2 separate regions of the Macaca mulatta genome follow, and region 2 is linked to region 1. The links are chromatin contacts, called in public Hi-C maps. All regions are on one chromosome and are shown on one strand. Each heading gives the region's core, a stretch centred on a gene start, on an enhancer-like site or on the middle of the called end of the contact. The rest is flanking DNA. Distances are from core to core; before and after follow the strand shown.

Region 1 (5,603 bases), core at 2,281-4,780:
GCGATCTTGGCTTACTGCAACCTCCACCTCCTGGGTTCAAGCTATTCTGCCCCAGCCTCCCAAGTAGCTGGGATTACAGGCGCAGGCCACCATGCCTGGCTGATTTTGTGTATTTTTAGTAGAGATGGGATTTCATCATGTTGGCCAGGCTGGTCTTGAACTCCTGACCTCAGGTAATCCATCTGCTTCAGCCTCCTAAAGTGCTGGAATTTCAGGCGTGAGCCACCGCAGCTGGCCTTTCTCATGATTTTGAACACAAGCTCTAGAGCGTAAAGACAACGGCACCCCAGCAAAGGGAGAATTTTTTTTTTAAGCCAAGACATCATGTATTTTGTCGCAGTGGTGCTGCGTCACAGGTTGCCGCAGGATCACTGGCTTATGGCGGCATTGATTTTTCTCACAGGTCAGTGTCACTGATGCTGTTTCAGACGCTGGGCGGGTGGGGCTTGGCTTCGGACTTTGGGTTGAGTTCAGGTCACCTCCATGTGTCTCGTTCTGGGGCAGCAGCTTCCTGGCAGCACAGGAGGAAAAGTACCAACTTATGATGCCTCCCAAGACCCCAGCTCGGCATTGGGATGCTGTCACTTCCCCGCATCCGTCTCCTGGCCAAACGCAATCACATGGCAAAGCCCCAATGTCAGCACTCCTCCCACAGCCACTCCAGTGCAGGGCTACACAGTCACCTAAGGAGAGGGGAGTTGAGAACGTTTAACAAGTCTGCCGTATGGGTTCTCATAAGTCATGCCCAGGACGTGGTCTCTGACACACGGGGTTGGATTGCAACGCAAAGTGATTCTGTGATGCACAGGAAGCTCCGAGGAGGCCCGGCAGGTGGAAACGCTAAGTGTAAGATACATGGATAGACGTTTCTCCTGCCCTCCTGTCCCCTTCGGAACGTGATGTCAGTTAAAAGTGGAGGGTGGCAGTGGCTGACCACTTTCCCACCTGGCATGCGAGCAGAGGCCCAACAGCCCCTTCCCTGCAGACCTCCAAACCCACCGGCAGCCTTCTGCCCTTAGGAGCAGATTCATCTGAGCGGGCACTTAAAGTTTCAAAGACATGTTAAAGCTGACTGTCTGACGTGTTTGGCCAAGAAAATCTCAAGAATTTGCGACAACTGTTAGCCATTCTTAGTGCCAGTGAAGAGAAGAAAGTTGTGGCTCATATCCAAGTCATCAGAAGGGTGGTTCATAGGAGGAGTTGAGGCTGGTCAGCTGCCATGCATCCCAGCAAAATGGGGGCGTGCAAGACTCGGGAGATGCAAAGGTGGTTTTGACCCAGCAATGAAATGATAGTGACTGTCTTACAGACCATTGTGGTTAATACTGATTTCTGTGAAGAATATCCCCTTTAAAGAGCCCTAAATAAAATGCCCTGTGGGTAACTGGACAGCCCTCCTAGTCTACTTTCCTTTAATTGAGAGGAGTTGTGGGGTTGACAATATTAGTACAAATAACCCTCCCCAAGGCAATTATTCTGGCTTCCAGGTCTCCCAGAGCTGACCCCCGGGTTGCTGTCACTCCAGGTTCTCTCCCCCAGCCCCCGCTCACCAGGACTTCAGTGTCTCCCTCCCATCTAAGGGGATGATCCCCAGCTCTCTGTGCCACTCACAACAGTTGATCTGTGGCAAAGCTTTTGAGGCCAGTCTAGCCACCTTTTTAAAAATGCAATGAGCATTGATAACACAAATGGATTATTATTATTATTATTACTACTACTACTACTTTGAATCATTACCTATTGTCATGGAAGTCCTCAAATGCCTGAAATTGAGAAACTGCCCAGGAGTGGGGAAAACTTTCCTTGAGAAGGCCCGATTTGAGCTGGGTCACAATGGATGAGAAAGAGTTCAGCAGGCTCCAAAGCTAGGGAACAGCATTTTAGCCGGAAGGAATAGCATTTAAAAAGTTCACACCAGAGTCGAAGGAAAAGGATAACATTGTATAGGTTTTTGTCTCTTCATGGAAGAAATTGCTCTTCCCATCTGTGCACCTGTGATGGTGGCTTTGACCTGCAGCATGATGAGTGCCGGGAAAGGGAAGGTCTCTGCAATTGGCAGTGATTGTTCAGTTTCACAAGCATCCATGGTCTGGGCAGCTTTGAGCATTGTGTGGGTTATCAGAGTGCTGGCAATACAAAGTAATCCAGCAAAGTCCCTTCCTCTGAAGCTCATCACATAGGAAAGGCAGTTACACTTAGACGTATACCACAACCACAGGAGAGATATTGCAGGCACCTGTATAAAGTGCACTTAGCACGGGGTCCAGCATTTTAGTTAGAGACCGACTATATTAGTTCTTTCTCACATTGCTGTAGAGAAATACCCAAGACTGTATAATTTATAAAGAAAAGCGGTTTAATTGGCTCACAGTTCTGCAGGCTGTACAGGAAGGATGATACTGGCATCTGCTGGGTTTCTGGGGGAGGCCCCGGGAAACCTGCAATCATGGGAGAAGGCAAAGGGGGAGCGGGCATGTCACATGGTCAGAGCAAGAGCGAGAGAGCGAGGGCTGAGGTGCCACACACTGTTAACAATGACCAGATCTCATGAGAACTCAGTCACTAACTCAAGTATGGTACCAAGGGAGATGGTGCTAAACCATTCATGAGGAATCCGCCCTTAGGATCCAGTCACTTCCCACCAGGCCCCACCTCCAATGTTGGGGATTACAATTCAACATGAGATTTGAGCGGGGACACATCCAAACTATATCACAGACCCACAAAGAAATTGATAGGATGGGCGGGAATAGACACTTGTGTTAAGTGGGGAACGGTTTGAATGGGGACCCGTTCTGCAAGTGGTCATGTCGTTAATCATGGTTCCACATTATTCCCCATGCATTGCTGTCGCTCGTGGGGACATATGTGGTGAATAGAGGAGGACCACAGGGCCTCCCGGTATTTCTGAATTGTGGCTGCTTACAGAAATGCAGCCAGGAAGCTCCCAGTTCAGAGTGGCCCATTGAGATGGATGTGAAAGCTTACTTTTTATTAGGTTCACCGGGGGAAGGAGGGGACAGCTGCGTTGCCCATTCTGAAGCCCCCGCTGTCCCCGCCAAGTTTGGTCAGCATCGTGACCGCCAGCTCTGACCGGCCTCCTCTCCCCGCAGGTATGGAGAGTGCAATCACGCTGTGGCAGTTCCTGTTGCAGTTGCTGCTGGATCAGAAACATGAGCATTTGATCTGCTGGACCTCGAACGATGGTGAATTCAAGCTCCTCAAAGCAGAAGAAGTGGCCAAGCTGTGGGGACTCCGAAAAAACAAAACAAATATGAACTATGATAAGCTGAGCAGAGCCCTGCGATACTATTATGACAAGGTAAACCCTTGACCTTGCATGAGGCCGTCTTGGGGAGGGTGGAATCCCCTCTGAGTAGTTCCCTGATGAAAGAAGATAATAGCGTGCTATGAATCAAATTAGAAAATAAAACAGGGGCAGTGTATGCCTTCTTTTTGGAGAAAAACTGTGCGGTAGGGATTTTCCCCACCCTCTGGAAGCCCTTTGGATGTTACTGAGGGTCCCATTTTGTTTCTTCTGCTTTTTCGTCTGAGTTTGCTGAAGAACTTTGCTAACAATAGAAATGAGATGCAGGCAGGCTCTGGGGCTTTCCTCATGTTGAATTGGTCGAATGACAGAATGCATGTTAAAATCCAGAAAGTCTGTTTATCCTGTCTGCTTTGTGGTTCAATTAAAGGGACCTTTCCTGGGAGGTGGTAGCTTTGGCAGATTAATTTTTAACAGTTCAGTGCCTCAGTATCCTCATTTATAAAACAGGAATCAGCATAGGAATAATAATAGGAATAGGAATCCTGGCTCAGGATTGTCGTGATGACCAGCCGAGCCATTACATGTTAAGTACTTAGAACACTGCTTGGTACCTGGTGCTTGCAGCTTCATGGGAAACTTCCCTAGTTGGAAGAAAAAACACGTTCATTTTTAAGTCATAGAGATGAGGCAGAGTGCTTTGTTAAGTGATAGTATAAGTATAGCGTGGTTGCCAAAACCAGGACAGCTGGGGTGAGTTTTAATGCATTTCTGGAAAAACAGTTTTAATGTGCTTGCTAGTGCAAAATTATTGCTGTGTAGGAGAACCATTTCTGGCCTGTAATTGTTGGCCATTTCAGTTTGAATCTGTTGTTGCTGCATATTTAGTCTCTAAGACATAAAGAGCTAGAGCCATGATAATGGTAAGCTTTTGTTCTGGTTTTATTGTTCATATTAAAAGGTGAATTAAAAACTGATTTAAATATTAGTTCCTGATCTATATTTAGGGCCTGCTGTCTGCCAACCTCTTTGGAATTTAAGACATAAGGATTATACATTTCAGGAAGTAGAGACATCATTAATTATAAAGTGTTCCTTTTATATGATCGTAATTGCACGTGATTATGTCATTGAAATGCTAAAGGTGCTCTCCTTTAATGTAGCAATTAATTAATCCTGACTTACTGCAGAGTCCTACTAAAATATAAAAGCACTTCTTGCAAATTGCACTGTCTGAAAGCCTCGCAGACGGCTTACTGTTTTGTGTGTTTTCCCAGGTTCTAAGTTCTGCAGTGGGAGCTGGGGCTGCTGAAGGAAAACACTCCCATTGCCTGCTGGCAGAGTGCCTAAAAGCTGGGCTTTGAGACTCAAAAAGCATTTTCGTTGTTTTCAATCATGGTATCAAAAAAAGAAGTCCTCCCTCTGTGTCTGGGACTGGACTCATCTCTTCCGGCCTGGGGCTTTAAGGGTTGTGTCTCTTTAGCATGAAGGGATGTCCTGGGCTGGAAATGACTGCTCACAAAATTAGCAAAGCCATTCTGTTTGGACTACATCTGATCTCCCTTGGGCAGATTTTTAAATCTCCAGAGAGAGCAGTTTCATAGCCTTCAGTCAAGTATGTTCTGGCACTTTCTGTTAGACGTCTAAGGTGCTGTGCTGAGCACTTCTTCCCCTTGTCTCCTTTAAACTTTACAACAGCCCCATAGACAGGTGCTGCCGTCATCATCCTCCTTACACATGTGAGAACACAGAGGCTTAGACGAGCAACCTGCCCAGGTGCACACAGCCAGTGAGTGGCAGAGCCCGGATTTGAACCCCGCTGGTCCGCCCAGGTTCCCAGCCAGAAGGCACACACACACACCCTGCCTTCTGGGCTGTTCATTTCCTTTCCCTTTGAATGTCTTGAGTTCCAGGTAGGCAGTCAGGCTGTCCAAAGTGTATTACAACCTAAGAAGTTTTATTACCAAGAGCCTCAGGCTGGGCATGGCGCCTCACACCTAATTCTAGCACTTTGGGAGGCTGAGGCAGGAGGATCACTTGAGTCCAGGAGTCTGAGACCAGCCTGGGCAACATGGCGAGACTCTGTCGCAACAAAGAATTAAAAATTAGCCAAGTGTGGAAGTGCATGCCTGTAGTCTCAGCTACTTGGGAGGCTGAGGTGGGAGGATCAGTTGAGCCTGGGAGTTTGAGGCTGCAGTGAGCTATGATTGCACCACTGCACTCCAGCTTGGGCTTGGGCAACAGAGGAAGATCCTGTCTCTTAGAACAAAAAAAAAAAAAAAAGAAACAACTTCAGTATTGAAAAATCCCAGCAAACGATGTGCATCAGGTAGAG
Region 2 (5,603 bases), core at 1,877-4,376, 170 kb after region 1:
TTTTGTTTTTTTCATTCTGGTAACCAGAGTACATGTGACAGGCTGCATTATTTCAAATACCCAACACTGAAAGTTACTTTCAGGCCTGACTCTAAGGATGAGATGACACATTTTATAGAAGCTTCTTTTAGTACAGCAATAGGCAAATTACGGTATTAACAAGACTTTAATTCTACATTTACATTTTTTTCTCATTGTAAATGTAATGTGAAACTTGTAAAATACAGGGAAAAAATGTTTAATCACCAATAAATCCCACCATTCGGAAACCTTGCTAGTTTTTGGTAGATTTCCATCCAGTGACACTGAAAGTTCAATTTTCTAATTCGATACTGATAAATATGCAGGAAAAAAAATCAATGTATCCTCAATATTGTCTTTCAATAAATATACATAAAACAACAATTATTAATTATATGACCTGTTAATTTCACAAAAGTCTCTAAAATGTTTTAAGTGGTGGGGTGTGGTAGGGAGTCCCATAATTCAGACACTAGTCCTGAAACTGAAATCTCTTCCACAATGTTTATATGTCAACCCTTTAATGGCAGTGAGCAGCAAGCTATGACTGTTCGTACAGTGATATTAACATTAACGTCCCTACATCAAACAGGCTTTGCTTTTATTTTCTTTCCATGTATACCTCAATAGCGTTTTATTTTCACTGTAAAAATAAATAACCTATATCTGCATAGTAATTTTACATAAGCTTAAATTCAAAGACTCGCGTTTTTTTTAAGCCAACCAAACTGTTGGTGCTTCTGGCCTATGAGACGGTTTACCAGATAAAGTAACATTCTTTACAGTCCAGCATTCTCTCTCATAACATAAAAAAGAATTTAAGGAATATCCCTTAAATATAGTCACATTATCTTTTGTTTCAACTCACTGTTTATGGAAGCATGCAGATGTCAGAGTTGCAAAAACTGAAATGACTTCATTAACAAAGCAACACCCCAACGTTTAACAAATGTCAAAACCTCACCAAAAAAAAAAAATGAAACAAAACCAATTATATAACCACTAGCAAATTTTTTCCCTTAAAATTTAGTTTAGTCTTATTTCTAGTTTCAAGGGAAGCTTTGTCTACTCAAGGTATCAAAGGTCTTCAAATCCCATTCATTTTCTTCTGCCCAAGAGTTAAGAAAGTCTAAAACAGAGTAAGTCAGATTTGTTACTGGGATCTTCTCACACTTGCCTTTTAAAAGAAATCTTTCAACAAAGACTCAAAAAAGAAACAGCAAAGTTTGGGGAAAGAATTGTCTGTCTTTAGGTCAAGCATTTCCTGATAAGTGACTGAAGGTCTGGCTGCCTGGAATACACTTTGCTCACCCTAGGAATGATCAAGTCTCAAAACAAAACTTGCCTCTTCTTTATGTTGAAAGTGACCTGTTAGGACCTGATACTAATTTGACGAAGAGATGATAGAACATGACCAACGAGGTGTCTTTGGTGGACATATTCATATAAAGGAGGCGAGAGCCACAGATTTCAGCTAAATGCTTTTTGTCACTTTTGCAAAAGAAAAGCTAATTGTTAACGGCCATGTGACATTATAGATCCCAGAAAAGGAAAGGGTGGGAGGAAGAGAGAGGAGTTCAAGGCAGTTCAGGGTCAGAACAAGCTCAGGCATCCTGTCATTAACAAACGTTCCCCAAGCTGAAAGCAAAATACGGCTTACCCGAAAAGGAGTGGGTGAAAAGAAGGGGGAGAATGAGGGGAAAAACCACAGGAGAGTCAATGTGGCAGTGTGGGGGTGATAGGAGGGAGGGAATCTGGAGCTATCCAGCTGAGTTGGGGAGCAAAAGCATCGCGTACAAAAAAGCTGAGAAAAGCAACTGCGACGAAGACGACAGCACGAGGCACCCTCCTCCCCGCATTTTTCCCTCCCCATCGTTTTGCTGGGTTTCCCACATTCCCTCTAGCTCCGCTCCTGACCAACACTCCGGGGTGTGACCTGCCGGCAGGAGGCTGCCCTGATCTTTGTCTCTGCCGACTCCCCACGCGCGGGCTCCTCCTCCTCCTCCTCCGCGCTCCCCACCCGCGCATAGCCCCGGCGTCTCCAAGAAGCTGCAGGCGCCGCGACCGCCGCCTCCTCTCCCACCTCCCGCGGACCCGCGCCCCTTCCTTCCCCTCCCGGGCAGCGTCGTCCGCGCCTCCAGCTCCACCCCCGCCAAGGGGGACCTTTGTGTCTCGGGGGACTTTCTGCCTCTTTCCCGTCCTCCGCCTCGCGGGGAGACCGGCCTCCCCCGCAGACCAAAGCTGCAGCGAGCACCGGAGGCGGCTGCGTCTGTATCTGTCGGCGCCTGCCGAGAAGCAGCTCGCAGACACTCACACCCCACCCGAGCCCCGGAAATCCCCGGGCGACCCAGGGTCCTCGGTGGACCCCAGGGATGACAGGCGCACAACAGCCCCCCGCGCCGCGCCTCCTCGCTCAACTTCCCGGCCGGGCCTGAGCCTCCCGCGCCCCCAGCAGCCCCCGCCCCCGCCCCCGCCCCCGCCTCTGTCCCACGCAGCCTCCCGGCCCCGGGGCCGACCCGACACCAGGGAAAGCGCGGCGCGGACGCCGGCTGCCAACTCACCAGCAAGAGCGGGGACCGCGAGTCCCGAGTCGAGGCGAAGAGAGGCACAGGGGGAAGCGACTCCGCGGACGCCCGCGGAGACCGGATGCAGGTCCGGGTCCCAGCGGCCGGCAGACGTGAGGCGCCTCCGAGCGCAGGCCTCCGCCGCCACAGCCGCCTTCCGGATCTCGCCGCGGGTCCGGAGCCTCGGGAGGGGCCGCGGGTGTCTCACGCGTTGCCAAGTCCCCCGGTCAACATGGCTCCCGCGCCGACGAGCCGCGCGGACGGCCCACTAATCCCCTCGGAGCAGCCGGGCGCGAGCGGGGCGGGCGCCGACGGCGGGCTGAGGCGGTCCGGCCGGGCGCTGGCTCCTAATTCTCCGCGGCTCTGCGGCGGCCCGCGGGGAGCTCAGGAGACTGCAGGCGGCCGCGTTCGCTCCCTGCGTGTGCGTCGCTTTCGCACTCGGCGGCTGCGGATTGACGCCTCCGCCTGTTCCCCGGAGGAGAGCGAGCGCAAGAGAAAAAAGACTTTTATTGAAACGATCCAACCAGCGGCGGCGGAGAAAAGCGACCGGCCGCGGGAGCTTACCCCACCCCCGCCTGAGCCGCTCGCCGGGGGCAGCGCGACCCCTGCCGGCGGCGGCGGAGGCGGGGGCGGGGCCGGCGGCCGGGGGAGGGGCCTGCAGGGCGGGGCGGGAGTCCCCGGGAAACTCCCGACTCCTAAATGCGGGCGTAGGGGGAACGGCGGGAGGGGGCCAGAGGACCCCAGCGGAATAGTGCCTGTCCGCAGCGACTGGGGGAGAAATCATGTGAATAATTCAGCCCCTCCAACTTCCCCCCTGCCCCTCGACTTCCCCCTGCCAAACGAAAACTCGTGCTTCTGTTATACAAGTAATTATTGTACAAGGTGTGTCCATGCCACGGTTCTCCACTGGCTTTCTAGAGAGTCCATGTCAAAAGACCCACACTGAAAGATGTTGATGGCTGCAACTTTTCTCCTTTGTTGTATGTGGGTACGTGGGTACTAGTGCCGCAGTCTTGCACACACACCGCATCTATTCATTTAAACTACAGCACAGTGTTTTGTATATATTATCATGTGCCCGGCAATATGCTGAGTCCCGTAAGGACGGAGAGTCTAGCTGGGATGAAAGGTGATTAACAGCTATCATAAAAATCTGAACGTCATGAGCGGAGAAATACAAGGTGCTATGAAAACAGAAAGGACTACTGTTGCACGGGTTAGGTTTTGTTTTCTTGGGGGAGGCGGGCCGCTAGAGGTTGGCCCAGTTTCTCCAACTGTTTTGACTTTCTCCTTTCCCAGAGGCTAAAAGCTAGTTCAGGAATGAACAGTAGAATGGCAGTGAAGACAAACTAAAGTAATACTGACCCACTTCTTTCCACTAATAAGGATAAAAGCATAAAGTAAAAACAAACTTAAACCCCTAGAGGGAGATAATGAGAGGATTGAAAGGAGAGAGTAGGGACCGGATGTAGACAACATAAACAAGAAAAAAAAACCACATAAAAGTCCTGTGAAGTGAGAAATTTTTTTTCCATGTTAACACCCGGAAGTAGAAGCTGCATTGAAGTTTCAAATCACAGTATGTGCTGAGAACTTCGGAGAATTATCTTTTTGTATTTAGGGATGAATCCTTTCCCCCTTAAAAATGTTGTATGCTGACATCTTTCTCTTATTTTGTTGGGCAAAGTTGAATGCATCTACAGTTATATCCAACGATCGTGTCAATCAGGCTTCTCCCATGCCTCTAAAATTACCAGGACCCGTAAATTAGCAACAATTATGCTCTACACGTATTTAACACTTGTTTACAACCAAGAATGCAAATATACATAACAAGCTTTCCGTTAGAACAAGTGCGCTTTGTTTAAAAGCACTGTTAATGAGGCTTTTTAAATTTGTTCAAGTCAAACTTGGAACTTTATAATATAGCAAGACGTAGCATCACTTTCAGAGTTCTTTTTAAGTTAAACAGAAACACTGATATTTATACAAAGCCTATTTATATGCAAGGATTTTCATATACTTGCCTCATCTAAATTAGTACTTTAGTAAATATCAAAAAAATCACCAAAAAAGGGAGTCTATGAAATGGCATTCTGAGTTTCAGCATTAATACTTATACCTTCATATCATTAGATTAGATTTACTCCATGAGAAATAAAAAGATTATTCTGTCTCACCCTCTCCTCTTTCTACATCTGCCATTAGCATAACAAAGAATTCGTAATTGGGAGGCTGAGGTGGGAGGATCCATTCAGCCTGGGAGACGGAGTTTGCGGTGAACTGAGATTGCGCCACCGCACGCCAACCTGGAAGACTGAGTGAGACACCGTCCCCCCCCCCCCACAAAAAAAGGGAAATTCATAATGAAAACTGAGGTGATTATTTGATTGATTGGTTCGTTCGTTCGTTCTTTCTTTCTTTCTTTTTCTTTCTTTCTTTCTTTCTTTCTTTTCTTTCTTTCCCTCCTCCCTCCCTCCCTTACTCCCTCCCTTCCTCCCTTCCTCCCTTCCTCCCTTCCTCCCTTCCTCTCTTCCTCTCTCTTTCTTTCTTTCGACAGAATTTTGCTCTTGTTGCCCAGGCTGGAGTGCAGTTGCGCGGTCTCGGCTGACTGCAACCTCCGTCTCCCAGGTTCAAGCGATTCTCCTGCCTCAGCCTCCTAAGTAGCTGGGATTACAGGCATCCGCCACCACGCCCAGCTAATTTTTTACGTTTTTAGTAGAGACGGGGTTTCACCATGTTGGCCAGGCTGCTCTCAAACCCTGACTTCAGATGATTCACCCTCATCAACCTCCCAAAATTTTGGAATTACAGGCGTGAGCCACCGCGCCCAGAGGATTTGTTCTTTCAATGAAAAAAAAAAAATTACAGATTGCACAATATTTATTTCATTATTTATTTATTTATTTATTTAAATGAGATGGAGTCTCACTATACCGACAGCCCGGGCTGGTATTAAACTCTTGACATCAAACAATCCTCCAACCTCGACCTCCCAAAGTGCTGAGATTACAGACA

Evidence for each region. A called contact is a pair of places that touch in the nucleus more often than the background predicts.
Region 2: a Hi-C map of cortical neurons shows a contact between it and region 1, with 4 times the contacts expected there. The contact joins the promoter of CDK17 here to the enhancer-like site in region 1. A contact is called at or near these places in 4 of 14 Hi-C or Micro-C datasets (blood, cortical neurons, fetal cortex germinal zone and 1 more).

What each region holds. Positions count from the first base shown.
Region 1 is chr11:103,537,846-103,543,448 of T2T-MMU8v2.0, forward strand. It overlaps ELK3 (ETS transcription factor ELK3), which reads left to right. Exons shown (of 5, transcript NM_001194388.2): 2 at 3,114-3,322. The coding sequence starts at 3,116. Among named protein-coding and RNA genes, the nearest start is that of ELK3, 26 kb to the left of the region's middle. Within about 2 kb of position 3,531, at least 5 of the 40 cell types and tissues checked have an H3K27ac peak or open chromatin away from gene starts, as enhancers often do. A contact at or near this core is called in cortical neurons, where this site is marked.
Region 2 is chr11:103,712,911-103,718,513 of T2T-MMU8v2.0, forward strand. CDK17 (cyclin dependent kinase 17) reads right to left here and starts at 3,127. Exons shown (of 16, transcript NM_001194763.2): 1 at 2,583-3,127.